3 separate regions of the Zea mays genome follow, and all the other regions are linked to region 2. The links are chromatin contacts, called in public Hi-C maps. All regions are on one chromosome and are shown on one strand. The core of a region is the stretch at or near the end of the contact, and the rest is flanking DNA. Distances in the headings are between cores, read along the strand shown. Region 1 holds the start of LOC100278674. Region 2 holds the start of LOC100304367. Region 3 holds the start of LOC103629639 (auxin response factor 17).

Evidence for each region. A called contact is a pair of places that touch in the nucleus more often than the background predicts.
Region 1: a Hi-C map of bundle sheath shows a contact between it and region 2, with 2.6 times the contacts expected there. The contact joins the promoter of LOC100278674 here to the promoter of LOC100304367 in region 2. A contact is called at or near these places in 2 of 25 Hi-C or Micro-C datasets (bundle sheath and leaf).
Region 3: a Hi-C map of leaf shows a contact between it and region 2, with 6 times the contacts expected there. The contact joins the promoter of LOC103629639 here to the promoter of LOC100304367 in region 2. A contact is called at or near these places in 4 of 25 Hi-C or Micro-C datasets (bundle sheath, endosperm, leaf and 1 more).

Annotation. Positions count from the first base shown.
Region 1 is chr6:101,684,400-101,688,742 of Zm-B73-REFERENCE-NAM-5.0, reverse strand. It overlaps LOC100278674, which reads right to left and starts at 2,320. Exons shown (of 1, transcript NM_001175072.1): 1 at 1,491-2,320. The coding sequence starts at 2,205. The coding sequence ends at 1,741. It overlaps LOC103629645, which reads right to left and starts at 3,516. Exons shown (of 3, transcript XM_035960031.1): 1 at 3,323-3,516. The coding sequence starts at 3,343.
Region 2 is chr6:101,323,511-101,327,970 of Zm-B73-REFERENCE-NAM-5.0, reverse strand. LOC100304367 reads right to left here and starts at 2,267. Exons shown (of 1, transcript NM_001165805.1): 1 at 793-2,267. The coding sequence starts at 2,170. The coding sequence ends at 989.
Region 3 is chr6:101,003,515-101,007,542 of Zm-B73-REFERENCE-NAM-5.0, reverse strand. It overlaps LOC103629639 (auxin response factor 17), which reads right to left and starts at 2,522. Exons shown (of 14, transcript XM_020539323.1): 1 at 1,396-2,522. The coding sequence starts at 1,462. It also overlaps the pseudogene LOC103631229.

The DNA.
Region 1 (4,343 bases), core at 1,071-3,570, 360 kb before region 2:
GTGGCAGATCTGAATTTTGCTTCATCCTGGTCTCCAGGAAGCCAAGCACCAGCCACCAGGTAAGCCTCGTTCGGTTAGATTAGACCATGGTTTAATCTGGATTGGATCCAATCGAGCCCACAATTCATGACAAAAAAATCTAGAATTATTTTATTTCCCCTCTCCAGTTAAACCCACTATGGTTCGCACTTCGCAGGCCAGGGTTTTGGATCTGGCCGACCGACAGACTCAAGTTGTTCCTGTTCGTTCTATAAAGGTAGGAATATGTTATATTTCACTCGAGATTGGTCACTGTAATAATACAATTCACTAGCTAAAAATATGTTTGTAGATATTTAAAATGAAAATATTTTGAAGCATTTTTAAGGCTTAAGAACTCGGAAAATAAATTTATCTTGCAGCATCAACTCATGAACAATATGTATTGATTATTGTATTTCTAGAATTCGTATCGACTTATTTTTAGGCTACATATTTCTTAAATGTTTAAATTATATCTTGTTTCTGGTGTCATATTAAATATCAATTATATTTTTTGTTTGATTTAAAAAATTTTATAGACTTAGCTTATTAGTCCCTCTCTTGGATCAATCCTGGATCCGCCACTGAGTGTGGGTTATCATCTTTTTGTTGTTTTTAAGCTGTATGTTGTTTAAGCAGAGGCTAGCTAGAAGACGTTTCAAGGGTGTGTATCACCTCCATGTAATGCACTTGAAAGTTGAAACTATCTATGAATATAATCTTCCTTCATACAAAAAAAGAATGAATGAATGAAGAACGCTATCCTTTAACTTGAAGCGCCTACAAAATTAAGAACGAGTTGGCGAACTTCGAAGCCTAGCTAGATCGACTACGATTCGTCTTGAGTCGGACGGAGTCGGTAGTAGAATCAACTTGAAACTCCCGGATCGGTTGCGCCCGTTCTCGGACTCGTCTCCGTATTCGCGCCATGCATCGCACGCTCCCCCCGCTACTACACCCTCCCTCCGGGCTCCGGCCGTCCCTGCCGGCGTCATCTCAGACGCCGCCGGCCGGCCCGCTGTGCCCGGTCACACACACGCTAGCTAGCTCCCCTAAGGCCTCAACAAAATAAGGGCTTGGTGGTCTGGAAGACATGAAATCACCCACCACCGGCTACCGAAAGCTTTCGACTTTCCACCTTTAATTTCAGTCGCCTGAAAGCACGAAGAATAGAGAGGTGAGGAGGTAAGGAACTCACACAGTAGCAGCCTAGCAGGTAGCCAATTGCAGATCGAGGAAGGACCTAGCGAGATGGGCAACGGCGGCAGAGCCGCATGCAGCTTCCACTCTCCGCTAGCTTCCACTCTCCTCCCCCAGCCAGCCCTCCGCTACCTTTTACCTCCGTTATGAAACAGGTCTACCTTATATTATCTTAGTAATTCAGATCTCTGTCAGCTCAGGACAAATTCAGATCTGATCAAAAATTAATGGAGGAAATGAGTTCATCATGCATGCATGGAAGGTCATATGAAAGGAAACATTATATTCAAAGGGGATATTGGAATTACAATCGACCCTAAGGAGAACTTTAATTATTTAGTTACCACTACATCTATCACACTTATCTCGTAATATACACAGAATCAAAGCACACATTCTCAAAATTAAACCACATGGTGAGCCCAGCATCAGCCCACGCCGGCACACTAGTAGAACTATTAGCACACTCAAACAGAAGGACCGTCGAGGGTTCGCTTCGCTACTAGCTAGCTGCAGGATCTAGCCAGCGGGCGAGCGGAACAATCCTCTGAGCTTTTCCTCCACGCGAGCCGCAGCGCGCCCGAGGCGGTCGGAGCCGCTGAGCGTGAGGAAGGCGAGCGCCGCGCCGACCGTGAACAGCCCGAATCCGAGCAGGACATGCTCCGGGTTGTCCGCGAGGTTGGCCACGGTCCCGTGGAGCACCACGGAGCCTCCGCAGGCGAAGAAGAAGGCCGAAGCCTGGACGCGCCGGTCCCTGGGCTGGAGCAGCTCCTGCAGGATGACGGCGACGCTTCTTTCCTCTAGGACCTGGGCTCCGGCTCCGGCTCCGGCGGCGGCGGCGGGTTCTTCCTCGTCGCGGATCGCAAGAGTCGGCACCGGCGTCGGCGTCGGCGACTCCGTGTCCGTGGCCATCGATCGATCTACCTCGGCGGCGGCGGGTTCGTCGTCGCGGATCGCAAGCGTGGTCTCCGTGTCCGGGGCCATCGATGGATCGATGTAGCTCGGCGGCGGGGTTGGGTTGTCTCGAGTCCTCTCCTCGATCGCCTCTGGTGGAGCGGTGGGATCTTTGGCTGCGGGGTCTAGGGTTTGGGCTCCTCCCGCACACAATCATTCACTGGCTGGTGTTCTCGGGTCGGGTGCCCTTTTGTATAGCCGGAGGCCCGGAGTCTGTCTGAGACGTTCGGTTTGGGTCTGGACGCCTGGCAGGGGATATGCTCCGGCCGCGCGTCGTGATTCGTGAAGCGGCTGCGGCTCGCGGCTCGCGGCACTGGCAGTAGACAGTAGGCAGTAGGCTTGGAGTCTTGGCTGGCACGGCATGTTCGCGGGCTTGGGCTTCCCTACAGTTGGCGCAATTTTTTTCATGGGCCTGAGATTATATGACGCGGGTCTCCACCTTCTTTTGTTTGAGTTTCGAAATGTTCACGGGCCGGGCTTTTCTAGGTGGGCGGCGGGTGCGCTGTTCCTTTCAGCTTCGAAAGCCTCTCCCTCCCATCTCTGTAGCCTCGTCACTTCCGCACCTATTTTTTCTCAAAAAAAAAAAAGAAAAAAAAAAGGAAGACGCAGCAGCGCTTCCGCACCTACCGTTGACGAACAAGCAGATCTGCATCTTGTGCCAGCATAGCATGCCAAGGCGAGATCTCTACGCTTCCCCTTCTTCATCCTCCCTCTTTGGTTTCCCTGATGAATGAACTACTATCTGTCTATCTATATGGATCCTACGGGACATCCATCCATCAGTCTACATATTTTCATCTATAGCCCGATGCCAAGCAGAATAAGCAGCACCGCGTGCACCACAGGGGCAGATATATAGACGGCATAGAATAGCGCTGGCATGTCATGCACCCAAGACGTACACACCAATTTGCATAGCTTTGGCAAACTGATGAAGGCCGGCGAAATAGAAGGTAGGTAGTAGCAAAGCGTGTAAAATAGCTAGTGGTGAAGTTTCCTAAGTTCCAGGTGATGAAAAAAAATCTCCCAGAAAAGAAAACCAATGCAAGAGAGGTATGGAAGAGAAAAAGACGACGCTGCAATCACACCTACGGTCTGAAAAGCAACGACGAGCAAAAAAAAACAAGAAGAAGAACGAGGCACGTACATGTGGCTGCCTGCCGAGCATGAGCAAGATTGATGACGGCGGAGGCCGCCGGCGGCTGCACGGCGGCAAGCATGGTAGCGCGACCCGGCCGCGCGCCGTGTTTAGTCTACTCTAGTCTCACCTGATGTGAGGGGAACGGATGCAGCTGCTAGCTACATAGTAAGTGGACGAATTGAAGCATGTTGGGTCGTCGTGGGCCAATTGGCCATAATGGACCATTGGAGCCAGTCGCGGTCAGTCGACAGCGAACGTGGCTGCCGCAGCTAGGAAACAAAAACAATTTATCATGCACCAATCATCTTGCAGATCTTGCGCTGCCGGGGAATACGACGAGAGGGTGCCAGGGTGGCCAAAATGGAGGGGGCCGGGCGGATCTGGTCGGCATGAATAGCAAAGATCTCTACGTTACCACGGATCACCAGATCCGCTCTCTTCCCTCCCGTCAGCAGTAGAGGCGCAAAAAGTTGTAGATGACCCGTATCCCTTCCCAGAAGCACACGAGGCACATGACGTAGGGTTGGGCCTATGACCTCTTTCTCTTCTCTGTAATATGAAGGGGTGTACAGATCCTTATATAGAGATTTGAGACCTCTCAGGGGCAAAGCCGGTATTTGCCCACATAATCCTAACTAGGGTTACTTAACACTACCCCTTGGGCGAATACCGCGATCAACACATGCCTCGTTAAAACTCCGAAAAACCCAGTGGGAAAAAATATGGAGAAAGAGTGCATGGTGATACAAATTGCATTTGCACTTTGTTGCCTCGTTAAAAACCTCATGTGAGAAACATCAAGAAAACTCACCAAGGGAAAAGAGTACAACAGCTGTCATCGGGACATATTTCGATCCTCTGGGATCTAGATTCTATCGAATCTTCTACAAGGGCTAACTTTTAGAAATGTGCTCCCCCTGATCCTTGCAAAACCGTATCAATAAAGCAAAACATCTTCTTATGGAAGTATATGCACATAAAGATTTAGCAAACGGATTGTATATCCTTGCAAGGACTATTTCAGGAA
Region 2 (4,460 bases), core at 1,018-3,517:
GATCTGTCACCTGTGGCGTGCCAACGCACTGCGCTGCTGCGTCCACCTACGCCCAAGGACGAGCGGGCGACTCATGGCTCGCGGTGGCCCGGTCCACGCACGCTCTCAGCTCTCATGAACCCGCGCGGTGGCCGGTGGTCTACACGCTGCACCTGCACTGAGGCAGGCGTCTGGGCCTGGGGGAGGGATGGGCGGATGGCCCGCCTGCATGCGCTGCAGCGCTGGGTAGGGGGTGAAAAGCTAGCTGCGCAGCTTGCTGAGGGCTCGGGTTCGGGTACCCGTGGCGTACTGGCGCGACTCGACGGACGCCGGCACCGCGCGGCGCAACCGCGCAAGTGACATGGGACGCCTACGCCGTGGCGGCGGCAGAGATCGCGGTGACGCCTGTGCGCTTTTGCTTGCCGTTCCCCGCGGGTTAAGAAAAGCTGGCCACCATCACCATGCCGCCTGCTTGCCCGCCCGCCCGCTGCGCGAGTATAGAGCTGAGCACATGCGCCACGGTGCCCGGATCCAGAGCAGAACAGAACAGATCAAGCTGGAGCGCCGGGGCGGGGGACCGGCCTGGCCCCCAATTGCGCTTCGCCTCTGCCCCTCTCCCATGAATGAACCGGCACCCGCTTCCCGGCATATGTGCTGACTCCGATGCAGTGCAGGTAACCCCAGACAACGAGGGCTTGCAACTGCGTGAGCGTGACGACTGGCGTCTGGGATTTCCGCCGTCGCTCTGCCCCAGAAATGCTGCCATCATTTTGTTTTGTTTGCATCGCGGTTGTGAAAAAGGAGCAAAAGAAAGAAAAAAAATACAGCCTCCCCCGCGGCCGTCTTCTCCAAAGAACAAACAAAATCAGTTAAGACCAACCGGCAGCCAAGCTATCCATCCTCTCATCATCATGACGGTCGATGGCAACGAACAGCCCTGTGCACGGGAACGAGACAAGCACGAGGTCCCGCGGCTGCCTGGTCAAGTCAAACAAACGGGGGCGTCAAATCAGCCGGACGATCTCGCCACCAGCTCGCCGCTCCACCCTTGCGGCGGCGGCGCTCTCCGCCCCAGCGACGACGACCTGGCGCTGGAGTCCTTCCTGTCCTTGAAGAAGCCGAACACGGGGCGCGGGCACACGGAGACGTTCAGCACCACGGGCGCCACGCGGACGCAGGCGGACGAGTAGGACCGGTCCACGGCGCGGAACCGCGGCTTGGGCGCCGCCGCGTGGAAGCTGCAGGGGGAGCTGGAGCTGCGTTCCAGTTCTAGCCCCTGGAACACAATCTTGCCCGACGAGTTCATGCGCGGGGAGTCCACGGACAGGCAGCGCGGTAGCGCCGGCGGAGACGGCCGGCGCCGCGCGCGGGCGGAGGAGGTGGAGTGGCGGTGGAGGGAGTGGGAGTGGGAGGAGCGGGCCAGGCGGAAGCGGGGCGGGTCGGCGGCGGCGGCGGCGGCGGCCGAGTCGAGCGAGAGGCGGGGCGCGTCGTCGTGGCCGGAGGAGGACGACGACGACGAGTGCGAGAAGCGGGAGGAGGACGCCAGCGACAGCGACAGCGACGCCTCCGAGTCGGAGCTGTCGCGGAGCAGCGGCGCCGACGCGAGGTCCGGCGCGCGCCCGGTGTTCCGATGGAGCAGGAGCTTGAGCGACCTCGCCGCCGCGGACCTGGCCGCGGGCGCGGGGGTCTTCGCCACCGCCGAGGCCTTGGCGGCGCACGGGCTCCGCGCGTCCGCAGCTCTCTTGAGCCCGAGCAGCTCGCGCCAGCGGCCGGAGCAGCTCGGCGCCTTGGGCGACAACACGTAGGGGTCGGCGCCGTCAGCCGCCGCGGCGCGGAGGGGCTTGATCGGCTCCGCGCTGCTGGGCGCCGGCGGCATTATCTCCTCCGGCCGCACCGGCGGGGGCGCGGCGGCGGCTGCGGCGGCCTCCGCCGGATCCGGCGAAGGCGCTGCCTTCCTTAGAGGCAGCAGCTTGCCGTCGGCGAACAGCTCGTCCGCGGGGAGCATGGTGGCGGAGCCGCCCAGGCTGAACTCGAAGTCGATGAAGTCCTTGGAGATCGCGGGCTCTGGCGTGGTCGTGGCCACGGGATCCGCGGCCACGTCGCGGCTGATGGACACGCGCGGGCTGAGCCACCTGTGCGGGTACGGCACCGGCGCGGCAGCGGGGAGGTTACTGGTGACGGCGGAGGCCATGGACCGCGGCGGCTACGCGCATCAAAGTGTGGGTGTGGGTGGGAGTGGCACTCTTGCTGGAGCTGCCGGTACTTGCGGTGGCTAAAATCCAGTGGCGGATGGTGGGCGGGGAGCAGCGGCGAGGGGAGCGATGAGAGAGAGGGTAACGGTGGTAAAGCCGCCTATATATAATAGGAATGGTAACGGAGGGCCGCCGGTTCGCGGAAGCAGATGTGGCGGCCTTTGAGCTGGGCGACGCGTGAAACGGCGCTCCGGCCTCCGGGAACAGCCGGCAGCAGCGGGGGGAGCTCGTCGGTTTCCGGGTTATATTTTTGTAACGGCACCGTCCACTGGCTAGTGGCTACAGCTACGTCCAGGGGAGAAACAGATGAGGTCCAGTGGTTTTCTGCTGCGTCTGCAGTAGTATGGTGGCTGATCCGAATACGAGTGGAGTGGAATCTCATGTGCTGGATTGGGTGATGGGTTGGATGTTGGAAACTGGCTGGGTTGCAAGAACAGAGGCTGCTATCAAACTTGATGCTGAGCTGGCTGGAGAGGTCCTAGTGGTGGATGAGCTATCAACTGACAAGAGAGGGTCCAGTAAGGGTATCGATGAGACAGACCATCAGGTCCAGGAACATCGACAAGGTAAGAGGGTCAAGGTTTTGAATTCAATTTTGTGAAAGAACTTCCAAAGCTAGGTGAGGCCAAACCTGGAGAGGAAAGCTCTAGGAAACATGAGGACGATATTTCAGAAGAAGAGGATTGGCTTGTTCGCTGCGGCTTTAATCCGACTGCGGCTGCGGCTTCTACAGTATTTTCTCTCTAAGGATTGCAGCTGCAACAGTATTTTGCAGCTGCAACAGTGCTCCCACATGGGCAGCCGAACGCGCTCGAAGAAGATGGGGACAACATACTCACTGAATGGGAAAGGACGAAGGAGATTGTCTTGAGGCCAGCATTATGGATACTAAAAGCTCTTCAGAGGAGTCTGATAAAGGTAAAGATTCATCTAGGAAGTGTGAGGAGGGCTCAGTTATGACAAATGCTGGTGGTGCTAGGTCTCGATTCCATACTGTCGTTACCCTAGGTCATGTTTCTTTTTTCGCCAATACATGTATGCTTTATTTTTGCACAATATAATCGGTAATTATGATTGTGGAGGATCATGCGACCTAGACTTAGTCGAGTCTTAGACTATCTCTAGCCGCTTACTCATTTCTATACATAGCCGGCTCTAGCTATAGGCAAGAAGGACGATCGCTTAGGGCCCCTCAATTCAAGAGGCCTACAAAATTATATATAGTATATACTAATGTATAGAGATAAAAACTTTTTTCATAGCATGATATTGTAAAAGGAATTTTTTGAAATTGTGATGGGTTTAAAAACCCTAAAAAACATGGGGTTTCTTGCCTTCGAATCCATCCGGCTAGGAGTCGCATGTCTGGCCCCCTCAACCCCCGGACGCGACCACTCCTCTTCACCCACTAGCTGACGCAGCGGCGCTACCCACCACACATCATTAAAGTTGAAATGGGAAGACAACGGGAGTGATCAGAGGAGAGAGAGAAACACGGCGAAGTCCCGATAACTTCTTTTTCGGTCCGGGGTATGTAAACATTGTTCATAGATGAAGAGAGTAATTTAAAAAAATTCCATTATACTCCCTCCATCCCAATTCATAATTCGTTTGATTTTTTTATCACATGTTTTACCAACTCGTCTTATTCAAAAAATGTGGTTTTGTGTATTACCAAATATATTTTACATAGGACTTAAATTTTTTTCACGATCCTTTGAATAAAACGAGTGTTCAAATTTAGGGTTGAAAAATTCAAATAAATTATATTTTGAAATGGAGCGAGTATAATCTTTACTAGTCGGTTGCCCGTGCGTTGCGACGGCTCACAACAATACCCACGTAAACTATCCACCAAAAAGATCTCAAGGTTTTTTATTGATTGTCTTCGCTCTCCACATAATATTTTTTTATTTGACTAACTGATGTTGTTGTTTACTCCATCGAATATGTATTGGTACAACACAACCAATTAAGGGAGCGATTAGAAGAGAGTTCACAACGACTGAATAAACGAACAGAGATTATAGAATGACATAATTCCACCATATAGAGACCAAATAAGAGAAAGTTTGTAAGTTCAAGTTTCTAAAATAAGTCACATGAACTCAAACTTATAAAAAAGATAGATTAAAATATGGAATAGTTGCTAAACTGGATGCGCTCCATACAAATTATTGTACTTCGTAGTAATTATAACATTAAAAATCAACAAGTAACATTTTATTT
Region 3 (4,028 bases), core at 1,273-3,772, 320 kb after region 2:
TGTGAAATTGAAATGTGATGATTCCTCCAACCAAACAGCCTATTAGTCTCTCTAAACTTGAAGGATAAGGGCACGATTTTTACATCTTATTTGAAAACAACCAACCGTTCAGGTGGAAATACACATCAATATATTCCCGGGAAGCAGGGCCGGTCCTGACATTTCGGGGGCCCCAAGCGAAAATTTACATGGAGACCCTATACGAAAGTTTGAGTCTGCTATTTTTTCAACTTTTAAATAATATCTAAAAAATAAAAGAAGTTTATGATTTACACAATTTTATTTAAAATGATATGACTGGATACAATGTTACATTATTTTATGAGTCATAAAATTATACAAATTATGTAATATAACTCTACATTTGTTTTGACTTTTGAGAGAGTATTTTAACTTTGGGAATGTATCTGGTGCAAACCAACCACTCCGTGCAACCGTGCAAACTTCTAATCTGGGCCACGTGATGTTTATCCAAGGGACACAGGGACGTGGATAATTTTACACTTAACCACCCGCTGCTAATCACACCTTTTGAAATCCCCCCTCCCACCCCCGCACGTGCCTTTGGATCAACATCATGTGGTTCAGATTAAAAGTTTGCACGGTTGCACAGAGGGGTTGGTTTGCACCAGATACGTTGCCTTTTACTTTTAATTTATCAAACTTGCGTAAACCTTAAAATGCACAGTAAACCAAATCTAAATACATTAGAGCAAATTTTCTGAAAACAAAATTCAGCAAACTAAACTAGGATTAAGCAATGTATGTTATTAGGGTCGGTCCTCCGGTAGGCTAGAATTAAGCAACGTGACAGACACAGGTGTACAACACCTTCCGTCCTTCCCACATCAATTTTAGTATTTGTCATCAAGCAGATTGTTGCACGACCTCGAAGAGATGATTGCCAGAAAATCAAAGAGACGCCACAAAAGAATGAGAATACAGATTTATCTGTGATGTATATGTATTTAGATACAAGATGGATAAGCGGGGCCCTACGGACCTTGGGGGCCCTGAGCGGTCGCATACCTGCACACCCTCAGGGCCGGCCCTGCCGGGAAGGAGAAATATAAAGAAATCAACAGATAGAAAGAACCAGTAGACAGAAGAAAAAATTACACGACCAACGAAAGAAAAACCGGTTGCAAATTCGTGACAGTAACGTAAAAAGAAATCGTCGAAACAAATCCAGATAAGCCTCACACGGCCACTGAGCTGGTTTAAACTCTAAAGCCAAGGCATTTAGGAACAAACAGAAACAAACCCGCAGTCCTGTGCAACTCCAACCGAAACTAAAACGGAAGAGGAAACAACGAATAGGAAAGAGCATTAATGAACAAGGCAGCAGCGAGAACGACGAGAAGCCGGCGCAGCAGAGAGCAGGCGTAGGAGTACCTTCCGGCGAGCCCGGCTGAGCCGGGAGGACGCTGGCGGACGACGACGACGACGACGAGAGCCTCATTTCCGCCCGCCGCTGCCGAAGACGCAACCAGGCCGCCGATCTGACGAGGGCGCGATATAGGAAGCGGAAGAGGAAGCAAAGATTCCTCCTTTTCAGGCCAAATCACAGCGCCTCCCCGAAACCCATTCGCTTTTTCGCAGCTCCCTCCTCCTCGCCAAGTCTCCCGCGAGAGGGCGGGGCAGGTAGCCTTCTCCCTCTGTTCTTTTTTTTTTCCCCCACCACCGCGCGCCGCTGCCGCTCCCGGAGATTACCACCACCGGCGCGGCGCCCAAGCAAGCGCAGGCGGCCAGGCGCAGTCTTTCCCTTCTATATTAGTCAGAGGAAGGAACACGAAATCTGTAGCATGTCACTTGCTTGGAACAGTCGGCTGCTAACGCCTCGGCCGCCGCCGCCGCCGCCGCCGCTGGGGCCCGACGATCCGAGGAGGCGCGGCGTCAGATCCCGCGGCCGCGTGGGCGGTTAGCACCGGCTGCCGCACTCCGGCAGATCCGCCCGGCGCAGGGGAGGGGCGCCTAGAGCATGCTCGCTCGCTCGCCGCCGCTTGGCTCCTAGCGGGCGCGGCTGCAGCTGCAGCTGCTCTGCTACTAGTACTACTACTACGCAGAGGGTGCAAGAGGGGCTAGCTGGAACTGGAACAGTTGCAGCCGCCTTGCACTCCCTCGGCTTGCCGCTCTGGTACGCTTTCGCTTGCTCGCTGCTTCCTCCCGCTGTGTCTCGCTCGCTAGTCGCTCCGGCTGGCCGCCGCTGCTGCTGCTGCTGCCCACAAGCTTGTTCTCGGGGTTCCAATCCAACCCAACCCAACCCCACGAGCGGTGCTCCTATTTTTTTCAGCTTTGCTCTTGATATGCGCTCACTTCTCCCTCTCTCTCTCTTCCCTTGCGTGATTTTTGTCAATTCTCTGTGCCCCTTGCTTCCTTCCCACTCAGCTCTGTGGCCCCCCGCCTGCACTCCTGCACTGCGAGCGACGTGCAATCGCACATGTACAGTGCTCCGCGTGCCGCACTCGGCATTCCCAAGTCCCAAAACCCCTCCTGTAGGAGTGGAATATGAACCCGGTGTCCCGGTAGGGAAGCACTTGTGGGAACTCTGTGTTACTACAGAGACAGTTGGGACGGGTACCGGTAGCGACTAGCGAGGCGAGAGTGAGGCTATTCGCAACCGTTACCCCTAAATTTTTCCCCCTATATCACTTTTTTCTCCTATTTCCCCCCTATTTTTTCATCTCCCGCAGCGGTTCCTTCTAAATACTCCCCCTATACCCCACTACCACTATAAAATATCATTTTCTATACCAACTATCAATTTTTTATCTACTAACAATTACTCGTGGATCCACAGCACAGTGTTTAGGGTGATGAACAGTGACACGCTATATCTAGGGGGAGAGAGAAGGGGACCGACACGTAGGGGGCGCTGTAGGGGACACCGCTGCGGCCATAGGGTGCCCCCTACGCGCCGCATGCAAGGGGAGGGGGATCGCTAGGGTGTACCGCTGCGCACATCCTGACGCACATGCAGCTGGGCTGGAGCGCGGGCTGCTGCAGTTTGCAGCGAGTTTTGACCACTCGTTCAACCAGTCGGGGCCGCCGCCCACCGGCGCATGCAGACGCAGTATATTGCCTGATTGGATGGCTGTATCCGGACGCACAGGCTCGGGTGACCCTAACTGACCTGATATGACAGTTTTCTACGTACGAGTGGATGCAATCAAATGACTATAAAATAACTTGTTTTGCATCCGCTCATGCAGCTTGCATCCCCCTTTGCAGGTAACCAAACAGGAGCTTAGACAGAGTCAATGTATATGGTGGTCCAAGACAAGATGATGCGGGTATTCTATAGACAGTCCTGCTACTCGCTCGCTCTACCCCTCCAGCACTTTTTGACTTGAATACAACCTGGACCTGTACGGTACCTCTACCTGTAGTGATTTTAAAATTTTGATTAGGGCTACACTACGTCAGTGGGTGGACCAACAGCTGAAGACTAGGGATGGATCCAATTTTTAGTCTTATTTCTTCGATTGTGAACAAATAACATATAAAATTTGATATATAAATTTATATTCTTATTTTTAGTATTGAGGCTATCAATCTTCACAAAAAGTAAATATTAAATTCGTTCTATATCTTTTAAATAATTGCTATAAAATATAAAATTTAGATGTCTATTCGAATACGAATTCGGATATCTTTTCACCTTTTTGTTGTAGAGTTGTACAAAATTTTATTTAAATACTTCGTAATATTTTTAATAATATTGTAATAAAATTAACTTTAAATTTTATGTATATCTATGTTAAAATATTAGATTTGTTATACAAGTCAGATGTTTTATAAACATCCCAGCTGGAGAGTGGAGACGAAGACGGAACCCACCACGCTTGTCGGTTGCATTGCTGACACGCGCGGCGATGGCTCTACCCGACAATCTTTGGTCTTTTCCTTTTAAAAAATAATATAATAACCTCTAATACGATCGATCGATGCTGGTAGTGCCTCATGCATGAGCTTCTTTCTCCTTGGGTCATGCTATTTCTAGCATGTGTTAGGAATCGTTGACCTGA